2 separate regions of the Sus scrofa genome follow, and region 1 is linked to region 2. The links are chromatin contacts, called in public promoter capture Hi-C maps. All regions are on one chromosome and are shown on one strand. Each heading gives the region's core, a stretch centred on a gene start, on an enhancer-like site or on the middle of the called end of the contact. The rest is flanking DNA. Distances are from core to core; before and after follow the strand shown. Region 1 holds the start of STRN (striatin). Region 2 holds the start of HEATR5B (HEAT repeat-containing protein 5B).

Region 1 (3,625 bases), core at 262-2,761, 140 kb after region 2:
ATTCATAAAGCAGAAACATTCAATAACTGGGAGAAGAGAGCTAGCCATCTTTATTTGCAACCAGAGCAGATACAATGTGTTTCCTGTCCTTTCCACAAGTAGCAGTGGGAAGAGGGGGAGGGGGAATACAGGGACAGGATGTCCTTCCCTGACATGTCACTCACTAGCCTATATTTTTATATTTTTTTCCATGGCCATTAGGTTTGATATCCCAGAAGCCCATCCCACAAAAGAACTACAAATAACTTTTTGTAGGGACAAAATAAGTGCTTAATTTCATTTTCACTTGTTAAATTTTTTCAGGTCCCTTCCTTTCATTATCATTGTAGTGTGAATTAATAAGTGACATAATTTCAAGAACTTGGGAGAAGGATAACATTTAGAGAGAAACACTTGAAAGGACTTTGATGGGCCTTTGGTAGATTAATACTATTGCCAGATTGCAAGTGAAACGTGGAAGAAACTGGGAACCGGACAAGTGAAAAAGGAGAGGTGCCCGGATACCTAAGATAGCTCTAGGGAGTAGAAAGGGATTTTGTTCTTTTAAATAGTGTAACTTTAGGGCATTGCGAGAATTGATTGTATAGTTGCCAGTCTGCCTTTGAAGACAGGAACTGTGTCATTTATCTTTATATCCCCAATGAGATAACTTACAGTCAAATATTTGTTGAAATGTGTACCGACTGCTCAGGGATAAGGAAAAATGAGTTCGAAATAAAAGAGCCTTGGATATTTGTAACGTTTACAGGATTTACTGCAAGCTATAAAGGAGGTGAAGCAGAGCCCTGTTTTAGATGTGGTGTCACCAAACCAAAAATTGCAAGAAACAGAAAGCTGCTGTGTTGCGTTCAGGACAGAGAGATGATTAGTTCCTTCTAAATGAAAAGTGATCAGGCAACAGGTTTGACTGAACCTCTAGCGAGAAAAAAGGCAGGAACGACCGCGATAAGGAGATGGACAGAAGTGGAGTGTCTTGGGTCAGAGAATCACTCTAGACAGAGCAGAAGGGAGAGGTCCGAGCGTGCTGGCTAGAGAATCCCGGGCCATGGGGTCGGACCGGCGAAGCTTGCTTTGAGCTTGTTTCTTAACAGAACTACCAGGAAGCCGTAGGAGATGTGCAGCTTAGGCTGGCATTTCGGCGCGGTAACTTCCGTGTGTGTGTGTGTGTGTGTGTGTGTGTCTGCAACAGTGAGCGCCTTGTGTGTGTGTGTGTATGCGCGCCACAGTGAGCGCCGCCCAAGAACTTCCGCGTGCTAGGGAGGCTGGAGGACCGCCAGCCAGCCCCTGCTTAACCAAGAGGAAACCCGCGCTCCCCGCCGGGGGCCGCCCCTTCTCCGCCATGGGCTGGGGCGGGCCCGGGGGCGGGGCCGCGGTGGAGCCGCAGCCGGTCGCAACCCCTCAGGCAGCCCGGGCGGTGCTCGCCGGCACCACGCCCCGCGACTACATTTCCCAGCAAGCCCCGCGCCGCCCGCGCACCGCAGTTGACCCATTTCCCGGCCCGTCCCGAGCTCGGCCGGCCCCCGCGCCCAGGCGGCTGCTCCCTGCTGACTGGGGTGTGGGCGGGGAGCGGCGGAGGGAGGAGGAGACGCTGCTGGCCGCCGCCGTTGCCTCAGCTGCTGGGCGCCTGGGCAGCTCCCCGGGTTCCTGCGGCCGCCATGGACGAGCAGGCGGGTCCCGGCGTCTTCTTCAGCAACAACCACCCGGGCGCCAGCGGTGCCAAGGGTCTCGGGCCTCTGGCGGAGGCTGCCGCGGCCGGCGACGGGGCGGCTGCGGCGGGGGCGGCGCGAGCCCAGTACAGCCTCCCGGGAATCCTGCACTTCCTTCAGCACGAGTGGGCCCGCTTCGAAGTGGAGAGAGCCCAGTGGGAAGTAGAGCGGGCGGAGCTGCAGGTAAAGACCCTCCCGGCCTGGCCGTCTTCATCCCGCCTCTCCGCTCTCTTCCGCCCCGCCCCGGACCCTTCCCCCTCCCCCGCTCCGCTCGCTCGTCCCCTCCCCCTTTGCTCCAGCCCATCCCACCCAGAACCTCATCCCCTTCCTCCCTTCACCTTTGCCTTTAGGTGACCCCACTTCCTCGACCCGGGTTCCCACTCCCAGCTCCCCCCCCCATGCGTTGTTTACCCTCCCCGCACCTTTTCGTCTGCTCCTTCCCACTCTTAACTCTCAGGCTTGTTTGAACTCTCTCGCCATTCCACATTTTAGGTCTTCCCTTTCAGTTTACTAATTGGGCTGACAGTAGTTTTGAGAGATGAGCAAATCATCCCCTATCCTAGTGAGTGGCCCTCCTAGGTCTAGAGAAGATGCCTGGAAAAGGTATTGACAGTTGGCGCCTCTCTGTGAGGAAGGCGATCAGAGAAGACAACAGAAGTTGTATCCGTGAGGCCTTGACTTTAAGGCAAGAAGCTGCCGTTGGGTCAAAGTGTTACTAGGAATATCTGCTCCCTTTTTATATATGTAAATGTTTCTTCTTTTACTTCTTCCTCATCCCATCCCGCGTTTCTTTTAGATATTTCAGACTCGTGGATTTTGAATGAAGAATCTAGATAGATAATCACAGTCAGATAATGGTTCAGAGATGGTTTCTTGTTCTCAGAATCTAAAACTTCCCAAGGGTTAATTTTATGTTCAGGGTTTTGTGAGACTGACTTGTACTTTAAAAGGAACTAAAAGGAGCTTCAAAGTTGGTTACATTTCCTTGCATAATCTACAAGATAAAGTATATCCAGGGAGGAGCTATTGTGGGATCTTGGAAGAATGAAAGTGAGGCTGATACTTTGCAGGCCATTCTGAACTGGTAAGTAGGTTTCAGTGGCTGTTTTTAAAACTTCCAAGGCATACACTAATTTCACAAGGAATTTAAAGAACTACGAGTGGCTCTGCCTTTCTGTCTTTCTGGCTAATCCTGTATGCTTGTGAAATCTGAGTATAGTTTTGGTTGGTGAAACACTTGAAGTTAAAGTGCTACCCACTGTGTCACTTTTTTTGGTACCATGTATTTTCTTTGGCACTTAAGAGGAAAGAAGAAACAATCATGTTAAATAGAATCATGTGCTGTAACAGGCTGCTTTGGTGTAGTGCAAGTGGTTGTGGAAAGAGCAAGCAGAAGGGGTTACAGTATAAGCTGTGCTTGCTGCCTGCTCTTTGACCTTGAGGAAATCCTTTAACTTTTCTGAACTTCAGTTTCATCATTTATTTATTCAGCGTATTTATTGAATGCGTATTTATTGAGTAACTGTAGTTACTCCTCAGTTTTGCCCTCTCTACCTTACCCCCTCCCTGCCCCAATATATACACACACACTACTTACTGGGTTATTTATGGCAAATGTTAAACTTCAAGTAGGTTTCCCATTGGTGCTTATACTAAGGGCACTACATTTTTACAGTATCTTGGTTTGTGCTCCAGTTCAATTAAGCATCCATGGAGAAACTTAGAAAATGTGCCATAGTTTTTTGTTTTTTGGTTTTTTTTTTTTGGTCTTTTGTCTTTTGAGGGCCACACCTGCGGCATATGGAGGTTCCCAGGCTAGGGGTCTAATTAGAGCCGTAACTTTTGGCCCATGCCAGAGCCACAGCCACACCAGATCCAAGCCATGTCTATGACCTATACCACAGGTCATGGCAACACCG
Region 2 (3,746 bases), core at 453-2,952:
AAAAGGCACTATAGGTCTTAGATCACTCTAACTCTTAAGTTAGTTAACTCACCCTGGAGGAAGTCAGCCTTTGAGTAGCAAGGATATTTAAGCAGCTCTATGGAAAGGTCCACACAGGAGGAACTGAGGCCTCCTGCTGACAACCAGCACAAACTTGGGAACAACATGAGTGAGCCACCTTGGAAATGGATCCTCCAGCCCCAGCCAAGCCTTCAGATGACTCGGTGTGGGCTGGCATCTTCGCTACAACTTCTTAAACTCCAAGCTGAGTTAAACCACTAACAATCTCCTGACCCACAGAAAGTGTGAGATGATAAATGATTATACTTATTTCTAGATGAGAAATTTTAGAATAATTTGTTATACTTCAAAAGATAACAGAAATTACCCACATTAAGAGATAGAACCTTGTCAGTCACCCAGAAGCCCTTTGTCTCTGACCTTATCCTATCTCCTCCAGCCACTTCCCTCCTTTTCTTTATGCTTTCATTATTCACACACACATCCTTAAACATTATAGTTTAGTTTTGCTTATTTTTCTTTTTATTATAGTACAGTAAGTTAAAAGTATGTAAGATTATATACAACAATTGTGGTAATTCACCCAGTGTCTCTAAACCTCAGATGTTTCATTGGCAATAGTAGCTTTTTTACACATAATGGTTTAGCACCTACCTAGTATATCACACATTTTTATCCCATTAAATTATCATTAACAACTCTGTAAGGTAGGAATAGAGAGTCCCACTTTCTAGTTGAAGAAATTAAGATTCAGTATGGCTAAATGCCTTGCTTCATACTACAAAAAAATCTCAGAACTCATTCTACTGGAAATAGGATTCGATTATTTTTAAGGGACCCATTTGGGTCTAAAGTGCTAGGCAGATCAGATTGGGGGTTACAGGTCTTTTAAAAGCCTCATTCTTATGAGTACAGTATACTTTAGCATCATCTATTCCTTTCAAGCACAAGCATAAACTTCGTAAGGCGATAATCCAGGCAGAATGATGGTGGCTTGGACCACAGTGGAGGCCGTGGAAGTGTTGGGAAGTGATCGGATTCTGGCTATATTCTGAAGACAGAGCTAAAACAATGTGCTGGCGGACTGGAGGTGGCGTGTGAAAGATCGACGTCAAAAATTACTCCAAAAGGCTTTTGGGCTGAATGGAGTTACGAGTGTTTGAGAGCAGTTAGATTGTAGTGTCAGGTTTTGTTTTGTGTTTTGTTTTGTCTTTTGGCATAGAGCGGGCGGGAGAATCCCATTACACATCCTAGTGGAGAGATGGACTACGTAGTTGAATGAACCCTAGAAAGGTGACAAGAAACGCCTGAGTCCCAAACACTCCCCTCAGGGACCGCTGACACCCCCTCTCTCGCGCCCCTCCCAGCTGCAAGCGTCCCACAGACGGGACCACTCACGGGTGGTAACACTGGCGATGGCGTGATGGATAGTCATAGACTGTGCACTGATCACCGCCCTTCACCATTCTATCAGGCTCCCATAACTCCTTCGCTTCCTTACCTGGCAGCTCCTCACCTGAGGTCAGCTGGCAAGAACGCGAGCCGCGAAGACGCTTACCAATCCGCGCAAGACCACTGGGCCTCTGCTCGCCTCCGAGTTTCAGCAGACAGAATCAATTGGAAAGCTGCGGCAATCGGGGCGGGGCTAGGCGGACGTGGTTAAGTGCGCTTGCGCAGGATCAGCTTTCCGCGCAAGCGCTCTTTCCCCGCTTCCGGCTGGTCTGGGAGCGGGAGGCGGGGCATCCGGGTCCTTTGGAAGCGGCTTCTGGCTCTGGACCTCAGCTGACCTGCCCCTGCTAGACTAGGAGGTGAGGTTTCCCCATTCCGCCGCTAAAGCGTGCACGTTGACATGCACACCCCTCCCAAAGGACCCCACTACATTGTCAGAGGGCTGGGGGCCGAATTCGAGTTCGTAGTGAACATTTTCCCTTTTCAGGCGGCGGGCTCGTTTCCGAGCCGCCGCCGCCTCCTGGGGCTGACAGCCCGGTGAACTGGCCGAGGCCTGCGGCGGCTTCTTGCATTTCCCACAGGCCCGGAGTCACTCCAGAGTCCTGCAAGTAGCCAGGTTAACCCAGCCCTGCAGCTGCGCGGCCTCGGCCAGCTGCGTTCTTGGACCGCCCACTCCAGGGGTTGTTGCTGAAGCTTCGGCTGCCGCAGGGACCTAGCCGCCGCCCCCTCATCCTCGTAGGAAGACTCTGAGGCTTTCAGTGCGGAATCTTTCTCCTGGGGCGTTTTGATGTCCTCCTGGGGCAGGTGCAGCAGGGGAAGGGGAAGGGTGCTGTGCACCCAGCGGTGAAAGAGAAAAAGGAAGATGAGTTATCAGGCCCAGCTGGTGTTTAATCTCGTGCTTCAGTTTTCCCATTTATGGAATGAATTAATGACGTGTTGCTAGGTATTTTTTTTTTCTAGAATAATGTCTTATTTGCAGTATTTAATTTTTTTGACCCCATTATTCATTCTTCCTCACCAGGCATGTCTTTCATTTGTTTTTGTTTGTACCCTTGTCCTTTAAAATTAAAATGCAGGGTCTCAGGTTTTACCTCAGAGATGTTAAATTTCCCCCAAATGAAATGAGATTTCTGTGTGACTACATTAATTAAGCTTGATATTTAACATTAACAGGTCCTTACTGGTATTTCAAAATTTGTTTATTTAAGGTGTGAATTTAAAGCTTCAGTAATGGAGTTAGCCCACAGTTTATTGCTGAATGAAGAAGCTTTGGCTCAAATCACTGAAGCAAAGAGACCAGTTTTTATTTTTGAATGGTTGAGGTTTCTTGATAAAGTTTTGGTTGCTGCCAACAAGGTATGGTATTGCTTTTTTTCTAGTTGGCTTAACTTTACAAAGAGTATTTTGTGTTCATAATTTGTAAGAAAACACAGTGTATTTTGGAAAGGTTGTGGGTCACTTATGGAACTTGAGAATATTGCACTAAGAGTTTTTTGTCTGTCCTTTTTCTATCCCGTGGCAAAACCCAAACCTCATTTAAATTCAGTTTATTCCCTGGATAGAGATTTTTTGTTTCTACCTGGACATCTGAATGTGAGTGGGGAAAAACATGATTTTGTGATTGCTGTCACTTTAAATTCATTATCTCCAACATCAAGTGGTCCATCAGTGCTGTGTAGCAATTCCATTATCTTCACTAATCTCTCTGAAGAGTTAATAGTAGGTTTTCTCCCCTCATTTTCTTTCTTTCTTCATAATCTTTTCACCCAGGTTACTTTTATTTGTGTTTTATTTTTGGTCTTTAAAATTAGATGCTTTCCTTAACCATCCGATGATTTTTGGCTGTCTGCTCAAATTTAAGAGCGAGTAGTAAAAGGTTTTCTCTGCAGAGTGACTTTTTTTATTTGTTTTTTAATGTCCACACCTGCAGCATATGTAAGTTCCCAGGCTAGGGGTCGAATTGGAGCTGTAGGTGCTGGCCTGCACCACAGCAGATCGGAGACACATCTGCAGCCTATACCACAGCTCTCTGCACACCAGATCCTTAACCCACTCAGCAAGGCCAGGGATCAAAGCTGCATCCTCATGGATACTAGTCAGGTTTGTTACTGCTGAGCAGGGGAAACAATGGAAAACTCCTGAAGTTTGTTAACTGTTTTTGCCATAGACTAGTCCAATTCTTTGAGGAACCCCTTTAAGTTTTTCTTGGTTAGTCATTTCCTAGAAGAGACTTTTTTATTCTAGTAAAAAGTCTAGGGTATGACTAGCTGCCTAGG

The links. Promoter capture Hi-C pulls out the DNA fragments that hold promoters and counts their contacts.
Region 1: a contact with region 2 is called in a promoter capture Hi-C map of liver, with 3 times the contacts expected there. The contact joins the promoter of STRN here to the promoter of HEATR5B in region 2. A contact is called at or near these places in 1 of 5 promoter capture datasets (liver), 2 of 47 Hi-C or Micro-C datasets (heart right ventricle and liver) and 1 of 2 datasets of contacts at active chromatin or transcription factors (alveolar macrophages).

Annotation. Positions count from the first base shown.
Region 1 is chr3:103,248,315-103,251,939 of Sscrofa11.1, forward strand. It overlaps STRN (striatin), which reads left to right and starts at 1,512. Exons shown (of 19, transcript XM_013996218.2): 1 at 1,512-1,889. The coding sequence starts at 1,656.
Region 2 is chr3:103,110,320-103,114,065 of Sscrofa11.1, forward strand. It overlaps HEATR5B (HEAT repeat-containing protein 5B), which reads left to right and starts at 1,703. Exons shown (of 36, transcript XR_002342772.1): 1 at 1,703-1,829; 2 at 2,679-2,826. GPATCH11 (G patch domain-containing protein 11) reads right to left here and starts at 1,677. Exons shown (of 9, transcript XR_002342775.1): 1 at 1,523-1,677.